Regions from separate parts of the Mus musculus genome. Here regions 1 and 3 are each linked to region 2. Evidence: chromatin contacts called from public promoter capture Hi-C data. All regions are on one chromosome and are shown on one strand. The core of a region is the stretch at or near the end of the contact, and the rest is flanking DNA. Distances in the headings are between cores, read along the strand shown. Region 1 holds the start of Nfyb (nuclear transcription factor-Y beta). Region 2 holds the start of Tmem263 (transmembrane protein 263). Region 3 holds the start of Tdg (thymine DNA glycosylase).

The links. Promoter capture Hi-C pulls out the DNA fragments that hold promoters and counts their contacts. Capture Hi-C pulls out chosen DNA fragments and counts their contacts.
Region 1: a contact with region 2 is called in a promoter capture Hi-C map of adipose tissue, with 4 times the contacts expected there. The contact joins the promoter of Nfyb here to the promoter of Tmem263 in region 2. A contact is called at or near these places in 4 of 39 promoter capture datasets (3T3-L1-derived adipocytes, hippocampal neurons, liver and 1 more) and 1 of 9 other capture datasets (adipose tissue).
Region 3: a contact with region 2 is called in a promoter capture Hi-C map of pre-B cells, with 6 times the contacts expected there. The contact joins the promoter of Tdg here to the promoter of Tmem263 in region 2. A contact is called at or near these places in 3 of 39 promoter capture datasets (the C10 cell line, cranial neural crest and pre-B cells), 1 of 484 Hi-C or Micro-C datasets (muscle stem cells) and 1 of 9 other capture datasets (adipose tissue).

Annotation. Positions count from the first base shown.
Region 1 is chr10:82,762,886-82,765,983 of GRCm38.p6, reverse strand. Nfyb (nuclear transcription factor-Y beta) reads left to right here and starts at 1,843. Exons shown (of 8, transcript NM_010914.2): 1 at 1,843-1,980. It also overlaps a transcript of Hcfc2 not described here.
Region 2 is chr10:85,101,350-85,104,175 of GRCm38.p6, reverse strand. It overlaps Tmem263 (transmembrane protein 263), which reads right to left and starts at 1,549. Exons shown (of 3, transcript NM_001013028.2): 1 at 1,179-1,549. Fhl4 (four and a half LIM domains 4) reads left to right here and starts at 1,681. Exons shown (of 2, transcript NM_010214.4): 1 at 1,681-1,880.
Region 3 is chr10:82,628,313-82,631,145 of GRCm38.p6, reverse strand. Tdg (thymine DNA glycosylase) reads right to left here and starts at 1,308. Exons shown (of 10, transcript NM_172552.4): 1 at 1,108-1,308. The coding sequence starts at 1,130.

The DNA.
Region 1 (3,098 bases), core at 594-3,093, 2.3 Mb after region 2:
TATTAACCTTTTTAGGTCTTTATATGTATAAATTGCAATGAGCCATAGTAGTTAATATTATTTCTGTTATAAAGAAACTGGAGAGATGGCTCAGCGGTTAAAAGCACTGAATGCTCTTCCAGAGGTCCTGAGTTCAATTTCCAGCAACCACATGGTGGCTTATGACCATCTGTAATGGGATCTGATGCCCTCTTCTGGTGTGTCTGGAGACAGTGACAGTGCACTCATATACATAAAATAGATAAATCTTTAATTTTTTTTAAAAGGAAATAACAGAGTGGTAAATCTGGCTAGTAAGAAGGGGTCCTGGGCCCACAGGTGGTGGTGGTTCACTCCTTTAGTCCCAGCATTGGGGAGGCAGAGGTAGGCAGAACTGTGAGTTTGAGGCTAGCCTGGTCTACAGAGTGAAATCCAGGACAGCCAGGGCTACACAGAGACATCCTGCCTTGGAACAAACAAACAAACAAACAAACAAACAAAACCAAAACAAGAGAAGAAGGGAGAGGAAGAGGAGGGTGTCCTAGAATTTGGTAGATTCAGGTGGTGGTGCTCCTAACTCCTCTTGAAATAACCGAGAAAGACTCATTTGTTCTTGCTTCCTTATTTACCTGAGAAATATTTATTTATTCTAGACACAGCGGGATATCAATAAATAACATATTTCAATCTTTCTGTATACTTTATGCACATACTTATATGGAATATACACCCAAACACCTTTTTTTCTTTTTTTGAGATACAGTCCGATTATGTAGCCCAGGCTGGACGTGAACACACACACTAGGGAGCCCAAGATGGTCTGGAATTTCCAATCTTCCTGTTTGTGTCTCCCCAGTCATGGGTTTAAAAGGCATAAGCCACAACACCAGGGCCTTCTATAATTATTACTACTACAGTTTCTGTTTCTTCAGACAGGGTTTCTCTGTGTAGCCTTGGTGTACTGGAACTCACTCTGTAGACCAGGCTGGCCTTGAGATTTGCCTCCCTTGTCTTGGAATTAAAGGCGTGCACCTGCCTGACCCAGCCATACTATTATTTCTAAAGACAGGGTCTTAATGTATCTCTGGCTGACCTAGAACTTTCAGTCTTGCTTACTTATCCTTGTTAAGTCCTAGGACAATAATTTTCCATCTATCTGGGTGCAGGTATCCTGCAGTACTTTGCAGTGGCTGGCCATGCAGGACATTTTGGATCACCACCACAAGGGAGAATGGTAGCCAAGGGACATTTGATCCAGATTTCAGTGAGGCCGACAGGGAAGGCCTTAAATGCACAGAGGCCATGAGTTTTTGCAGCCCAGTGTTATCTGGTTGGGAAATGAGCACTTTAGGTAGTAAGCCAACTTGGTAGGGCAGACCTAACACCAGAACACAGCACCAGGGTACAGGGTGGAAGTCGGCTGGGACAGCCTACCTGTTAAACTTGGAGGAAGGGGATGGTGTGCTAAAATGAAAAACTAACATCTTTGTTCACTGTGACTTGAGAGGGAACGCTGTGTGCCTGAGGTGGCTTGGAGGGATACCTAGAAAACATTAGGTGCCTAAAGCATTCTGGAAAGTAGCTCAGGTGTAGATCCCCTCCGGGGCTGAACTCAGGCGGGCGAGACGCTGGTTAGTGGGGAAGGAGGAGCTGGAAGGAGAAAGAAGCCAGAGCAAGCCTTTCCGCGTGGAGCTCTGGATGAGAACGCCGGCCTCTCGGACGCCCTGAAGAGCGAACATCCAGAGCCCGCCCGCGCGCTTTTACGGACCGCGCGCCTTGCTCAGAGGCTCCGGGGCGGGGCCGGGGGCGGACCGGGGCGTGGCCTCGGGCGCGGGCGTCGCGGAGGGAGGGTGTCACGTAGAGGGAAGCGGCCCGCGGCGGAGGGAGGGGAGGCCGAGTCCTGGAAGTGGAGCTCCGCGCTGGGACTGGTTCCTTCGCAGCCATTTTCTGTCCAACCAAACAGCCGATTGGAGACGGGAGCCAACCAGGGCTGCATTGGAGGTTTGTGTCTCGCTTCGGCCAATGATCGCTCCTAAACCGACTCCACTTTAGCTCGAATGAAATGTCCGTCTCCTCCCGGCGCCGTCCCCGCCGCCAACGCCGCGGCGGTCGGGGGCACTCGCAGTCCGCAGTCTTCGGGCGGGCCGGGCCTCCGGGCGAGGCCGCTGTGCTTCGGGCCGGGCCGGGCCGGGCCGGGCGCGGGGCGGCGGGCGCTTTGTGCGCGGGGCCGCGAGCCGCGGTCGGGCTGGGCCGGGCGGCTGCGGGGCTCTCGCGGCGGCAGCCCCGGGCCGGCTCCATTTTGTCCGGGGAGCCGGCGGGCGGGGAACGCTGCGCCCCGGAGCGGCCGCTTTGTCTCCCGCATCCCGCCGGCGGCGGGCGTTGGGCACGGGCGGCGGGGGGATGCGCTCCGCGGGGCCGCCCGGGCACCTGCGAGCCGAGGCGGCGGGTCCCTGCGAGGAACGAGCGGCCTGGCGGGCCCCCGGCCCGCTCCGCGCCTACAGCATGCAGCCATCTGGCGCCTGGCTCGCCCCGGACTTGCCCCGAAGGTGGGAAGGGAGCCTTGGAGGTTGCACGGAGGTTTCAGTCACCCGTGCTGGGGGGGCGGGAGGGTCTGCGAGAACAAAGAATTTACGGAGCACCCGCAGATCCTTTCATGCCTAAAGTCTAGAAGAGGGCTGTTTGATGTAGACAAGGTTAGGTAGCAGACGACCTTTAAAAAAAATGGCATCCCGCTAATCTTCACAGACCCTAGTTTTTGTAGATGGTGCCACAAATCACCCGAGTGGCTTCAGCTCTCAGTAAGGAAACTAATCGGTAACAGAAAGTGATGGCTCAACTGGTCAGTAGTAGTGGCATTAATAAATAGGAGCTTTATGGATGAGATACTGAGAGTTTAACCAGAATTCCTTTAAAGGCAAATGATTCCTCCTCTGCACTGCTCTTTGTAGCTTAATTTAAGGATTCTATCGATGCAAAGCTGTGGTTGTCGATGCCAAAGAAAGGAGGTTGGAGGAAGGGAATCTGCTTTTCTTGGATACAGATTTGCATTTCTTCAAACACCAAGCAGATGTATGCATTCCCTTGAGCTATTACACAGATTATAACCTGCCCTGAAGAAA
Region 2 (2,826 bases), core at 300-2,799:
CGAATGATGCTTTCATTGAACTTAGTTTCTGGTATAAGTGCTGCTATACAAAAAAAAATGAAAGTGAAAAATGAAAGCAGATGTGTATTAAGCGTTGCTAAAGCAAGAATGGAAACATACTTACCTGTTAGTGTGATAGCCCTTGAGCGGCAACAACTAGAAGTTTTAAGCACTAACCAATAGCAGATACAAATACCCACAATGTTTCCTTTTGGATTAGTAGCGTTCACAAGATACAAAAGACACAATCAAGTAAGATTTCGCTTCCTAGTCTAGGTGTTTCTAACTCTTCCCAGCAGCCCTAGCTCCCCCTCATTGATCCACCTTTAGGCACAAGCAAGTCTTTTTTTTTTTCCCCTGAGCAGAGCAGTGACGTGGCAGGAGAGGCAGAAAATGACCCTAGAGGCTGGTGCTGGCTTGGACACCTCCTTCCTCCGCCCCTTCGTTGTCCATCCAGCACACCCTAGTTCCTGCGGAATTCCAATATAAGACGGGCTTAAGAGAGACGATCCAACTTGATCCCGAGTGGCAGCTCCGGGGCTAGACTAGATGCTGCTTGTGCATGGCAGGCTCGGTTTTGGATTGAGCTTGGGGTCGGCAGTGACTGCACTGGCGGCTGCTCCAGGACTCCTTCCCCCCTGCTCCCCAGTCACTCCTTGACACTGCCAGCGCCCCTCTTCATTCCCACACCTGCGGGCTTAGAACAGGCGTGGGAGTGGAGTTCCCGATTTAGGAAGAGCAGCGGGAATCTCCGCTTGGAGCCAAGCCCTGTGTACTTGAACCCACCGGGACCGTTTATCAACAGGTCAGAAGTTAAGTGGGGCAAGGAAGCTGGGCTCCTCCTCGGATGCCCCATCTCCTCCTCCGCACCAGCCTGACACTCAAGGCAAGAGGTCAGACCCAGGCTTCCAGAGCGACTCCCTTCAACTGCAGACACCGCGTCCACAAACTCGTGGACCCACTGGGGTAACCCCATACCTCCGTACGCCCCCCAACGACTCCCGCCCATCCCCCTCCCGTTCAGTGTCCCCCCGCAAAGGGCCAGGCTGGAGCGGCCAGGCCCCGGGGTCGTGCAGGTGAGGTGCAGATGAGGCTAACGGGAAAGGGCCCGGAGTGCGGCCACTCAGGCCGACGACACCCTCCCGCCCCCGCCCCAGCCATGGGACACACTCACTCACCGCGGGGTCGAGGCCGGGAGCTGCGGCCGGGCGGAGGGAGCGGTGGCACGGAGAACAGCAGAAGCGGCCGGGGCAGCAGAGGCCCTGATGCGGCCCGGGAGTGGCTTACGCGACCTAGATGCTCTTCTCCGGCTCAGAAGTCGGAAGACTCTCGGTGCGAGGTCGGTGCGAGGCGGCGGCGGCGGCAGCGGCGGCTTCTGGCTGCGGACGTGGCGCCTGACGCGACCCGCCCCCTCCGCAGCCTCCGGAGCTCCCGCCTCCTCCCGCGCCTCGGGTTCCGACGCGCACGCGCACTCGCGCCCCCGGCCCTCCGCCCCCCCACCTCCCGCGCCCACCGGTCGCTCGGCGCGCGCAGCCCTCCCAGCAGCCCCCGGCCAGCCTGCGCGCGCGCCTCATCCGGAGGGTCTCCCCGCCCCCTCCGCCCCGGCCACCCAATCAGAGCAGGCGAGGGGGCGCTGCCCCGGCGAGGCGCGCGCCTCCGGCCTCGCCCGAGTCTTCGGCCACTCTCCGGGCTCGAGGGAACTAACGGTTATGGGGGTTTAGAACTTCTCCCCTGAGGAGGGCGGCATGCTCGCCGGTGTCTCCCTCTCCTTCGCCCAGGGGCTTCAACCTTTAGCTGCTGCCCTAAGGGAGTGACGGGCAGGGCCTCTGTCAGTCGCTCTCCCCAGGGCGCTCTGCGAGCCTGTGTCACCGAGTGATAGGGTGAGGCGAGGCCTTGCTAATTTGTGTGGGGTTTTTGTTGTTGTTGTTGGTCCACCTGGAGTCCTTGAGCGTAAACATGTCAGGTTCGCCCTCATCACACAGCGGATGCCCAAGGCCTTTCAGGGGGCCTTGAATTTTGGTAGCGAAAGAAGGTTGGTTCATCGATGTGAGAATTGAACTGGAGAGGGAGGAAAACTGTCACTTCCTAACTAGGGCTTCGTCAGGGCCCCTCCACGTTCTTGCCAGCCTTGGGGGGAGGGGGGATCCCTGGTGGGGTCCTGTAAAGTATTGAGCAGCCTAAGAAGATGCTGTCTGGGAAGTCCTCTGGGTTCAGCGTTGCCTCTGCTTCAGATGGGAAACAGGACAGTGAGCTTCCAAGGGGGCTTGTGATAGCTGCCTAGGAAGGCTGTGAGGAGGAAGCAGAGACGTGACGAAATGGCTACCTGACTAGATAATTGCTATTAGCTTTTCCTTGACTCTCAACATCTTTAAGATAAAAATGACAATAAGTCCACCCTACACTTTTGGGAAAGATAAGAAGAGAGACTGTGGGTGTAAGGGGGCTTTACTGAGAAATTATACCAAAACGTGAGATTTTTTTTCTTTTCACGACCTAGTTATCAAGTGGAAACATACACAGGACAGGGGACCTCAATTTTTAAATGAAAGTAATCAGCGTGGTGTAACTGGATAGCAAGTGTTTATCAAGTCTCAGAAAAGGGATGCTAACAGCAACAACAAAAAATCCTGAGAGGGAGCTAACCTTGGTTCAGTTCTTAAATAGAATGAACTAGAGCTTAACCGTTATCAAATCGATGAATTAAGTCCATTCAGATCACTGTGCTGAAATTATGATAATCTTGTTTTACAGAACTAAAAGAGAATGATGATTAGGAGAGTTTGAACTGTGGTATTAACTGAGTACCAATCTTTTATTGTCATAGAC
Region 3 (2,833 bases), core at 59-2,558, 2.5 Mb after region 2:
ACTCAGTGGTAAGCTTGCTTAGCACACTGGAGGCTCTGGGCTCAATCCCCAACCACACACTCCCAAATAATAATAAAAATCTGGGTTCATTTTTAAATCATTTCAGTAGTATGACATCAAGGTCTTACACACACACACTATTTAGTCTTGGGTTAGAGAGAGAGAGAGACAGACCACACACACGTACACACACATGTAATATTGTGCCTCTTTTTGTTAATGATTCACTATTGCATCCATTCAGCATGTATTTATGTAGACTCCAGTTCAACCTATCAGTTCTACAAACCCCTCTGAAAGTTGGGCCGGCATATTTCCCACTTTCACCAGCAGGTCCCTGGCACCCTGTAGTTGGTAAAGGCTTTAAGATAGGTCTACCTGTCCTGTGAGTAGAGGCCCTTCTGCAGTGTCCCTTGGATCTTTGAGTGGTAAACCAGACTTTCATTTCAACTCCCATGGACTGCCATCAGCCCCCGTCAATCTGCTCAAAGATGTACCATAATACAGCCGTCGAGTGGGAAGGCGGGCTGAAGACAGAATCTCTTGCCTAAGTTCAATGTCCATTTGCCACTTAGAGGCAAGCTAATTCTTCGCCAGGCAGGGCTAATACCTAAATCTCCATTCCTTTTACCTGCGAAGACCTTGCCATTTTGTTTTTCTTAGCTTTCTGCGAAGAGTCTAAATCCCCAAACCTATACTTTGTCAGGCCCGCCCTGACATCCCCATTACCACTAAGGGACAATTTTAAAGACCATCCCAGAATGAAAGACATCTACAGATTGACTTCTTAGCGTGTTATACACACTCCACAGCAATAGTATCTATCCCGCGAGGATGAGAAGGACCCCGCAGCAACCGCGGCCACAGGGTACCCGCTTCGCCTTTACAGTCCACGGTGACGGAGGGTGAAGAACCGCGCGGGCGGAGGCTGCGGCCGGGCACACACCACCTTTTAAAGCTCGCGGGTACGGGAGGCAGAGGACGTGCGCGGACCTGGGAGGGGGGGGGGACGTGTGGGGAGCGGGGAGGTCCCCACTGCGCACGCGCAAGCCGGCCTTTGTGCGGGCCGCGGCCCTGACCGACCCCAGCCGCGAGCGCCCGCGTTACCTGCGCGCGGCCTCTGCGTCCATGGCGGCGCCGCCGAGGGTACGGCCACTCCTGCCGAGCCCACGGGCGCCCGCTCTGCCGCTCAGCGCGCGGACTCACCACAGGATCGGGGCGGCCGGTGGATGGACGGCGCTGGCCTCGGCCCCTCCCACGCTGCTACATCACCGCGGCGAGTCCCCAGCGCACTTCCGTCCCCCTCCGAGGAGGCCGGCGGCCTCGCCATCACGTGATGCTGGCCAGGCCAATGGCGTGTCCTTTTCGGGGCGCCCCGACCGCCGCTTAGCCTTTCGGGAAACGTGGATCTCGGCGAGGATGGGGAGCGCCCGGCTGACGTCAGCTTTTGTGGGCTCTAAGTTTCCTTGAAGGTGTGGGTTAAGGGTGATGGCCTTTAGGATGTATTATGCGTGGTGGCAAATTCATGTCTTTTCACCTCAAATTTTGTGCGGATTAAAAGCTACCTGACTTGGGGCTCACAGAGCCTGAGCTACCAACCAGGGAGCTTTCAGGAGCTGGACCTAGACCCCTCTACACGTTTGTAGCAAATGTGAAGCTTGGTGTCCGTGTGAGTCCCCTACAAGTGGAACAGGGGCTGTCTAGGTCTCTGTTCCTTGCCAGTGGACCCAGCGCGGACTGGGGGAAGAGGACTGCGTGTTTCCTCAGTGGGAAAGGATGTGCCTACACTTGCTGAGATTAGATGTACCAGAGTCTTACCCAAGTGGGGCTTCCTCTTCTCTGAGAAGAGAAGGGGGCAGGATTTGTAAGCGTGGGACTGGGTGGGGGTGGGGCTGTGAACGGGACGTAAAGTTAATTAAATTAAAATGAAAACAACCACCCCCTCCCCCGCAACTATGTGTCTTGGCTGGGCGACCCAGCATTTGCATAGACAGTGGCAGGCAGAACTAAGTTCGAGGCTGGCCTGGTTTATAGAGCGAGTTTCAGGACAGGCAATACTACACAGAGAAACTCCGTCGTGAAAAACTAAAATGATAATTATAATAATGATAAATAAATATTGTGCCTTACACAAAACAACATTCTTTCTTTTCAATTGTCTTTCTTGTCAATTCCTGTGATGAGGAGTAGGGCTGATTGGAACTGGAAAACCTAAGATTGGAAGCCACCAATGTTTGGGCCTCAGTTTACTAATCTGTAAGGGGAAGCTCTTGGTAGATTACAAAGATTTCCATAAACAGTTGTCTACGTTGGAGATGGACAAACACTCGCCTAGATGCTAGATGCATCTCTGCTTTAGAACCTTAGACAGCAATCTCACCTCGATTTCTCGGAGGTTCTTTTGGTTTTTGAGATAATTACAAAACTGTGTACCCCTGACTTGGCTTAGAGCTTTGCAGCTGTAGTCCAGGCTGGCCTCAACCTGAGGCAAGTCTCCTGTTCACTCTCTTGCATACTGACTGGGATTACAGGGCATGTATCACCATACTTGACTTTCGGAGGTTCTAAGAGTTTGTTTGTTTTTTTTTTTTAGATTTATTTATTTATTTATTTATTTATGTGAGTACACTGTAGCTGTCTTCAGACACTCCAGAAGAGAGCAGTCAGATCTCATTACAGATGGTTGTGAGCCACTATGTGGTTGCTGGGATTTGAACTCAGGACCTTTGAAAGAGCAGTCAGTGTTCTTAACCGCTGAGCCATCTCTCCAGCCCCAAGAGTTTTCATTTAATTTCTTTTCAATGTCTGCTGTGGGTGTTTGGCCAGAGAGTTG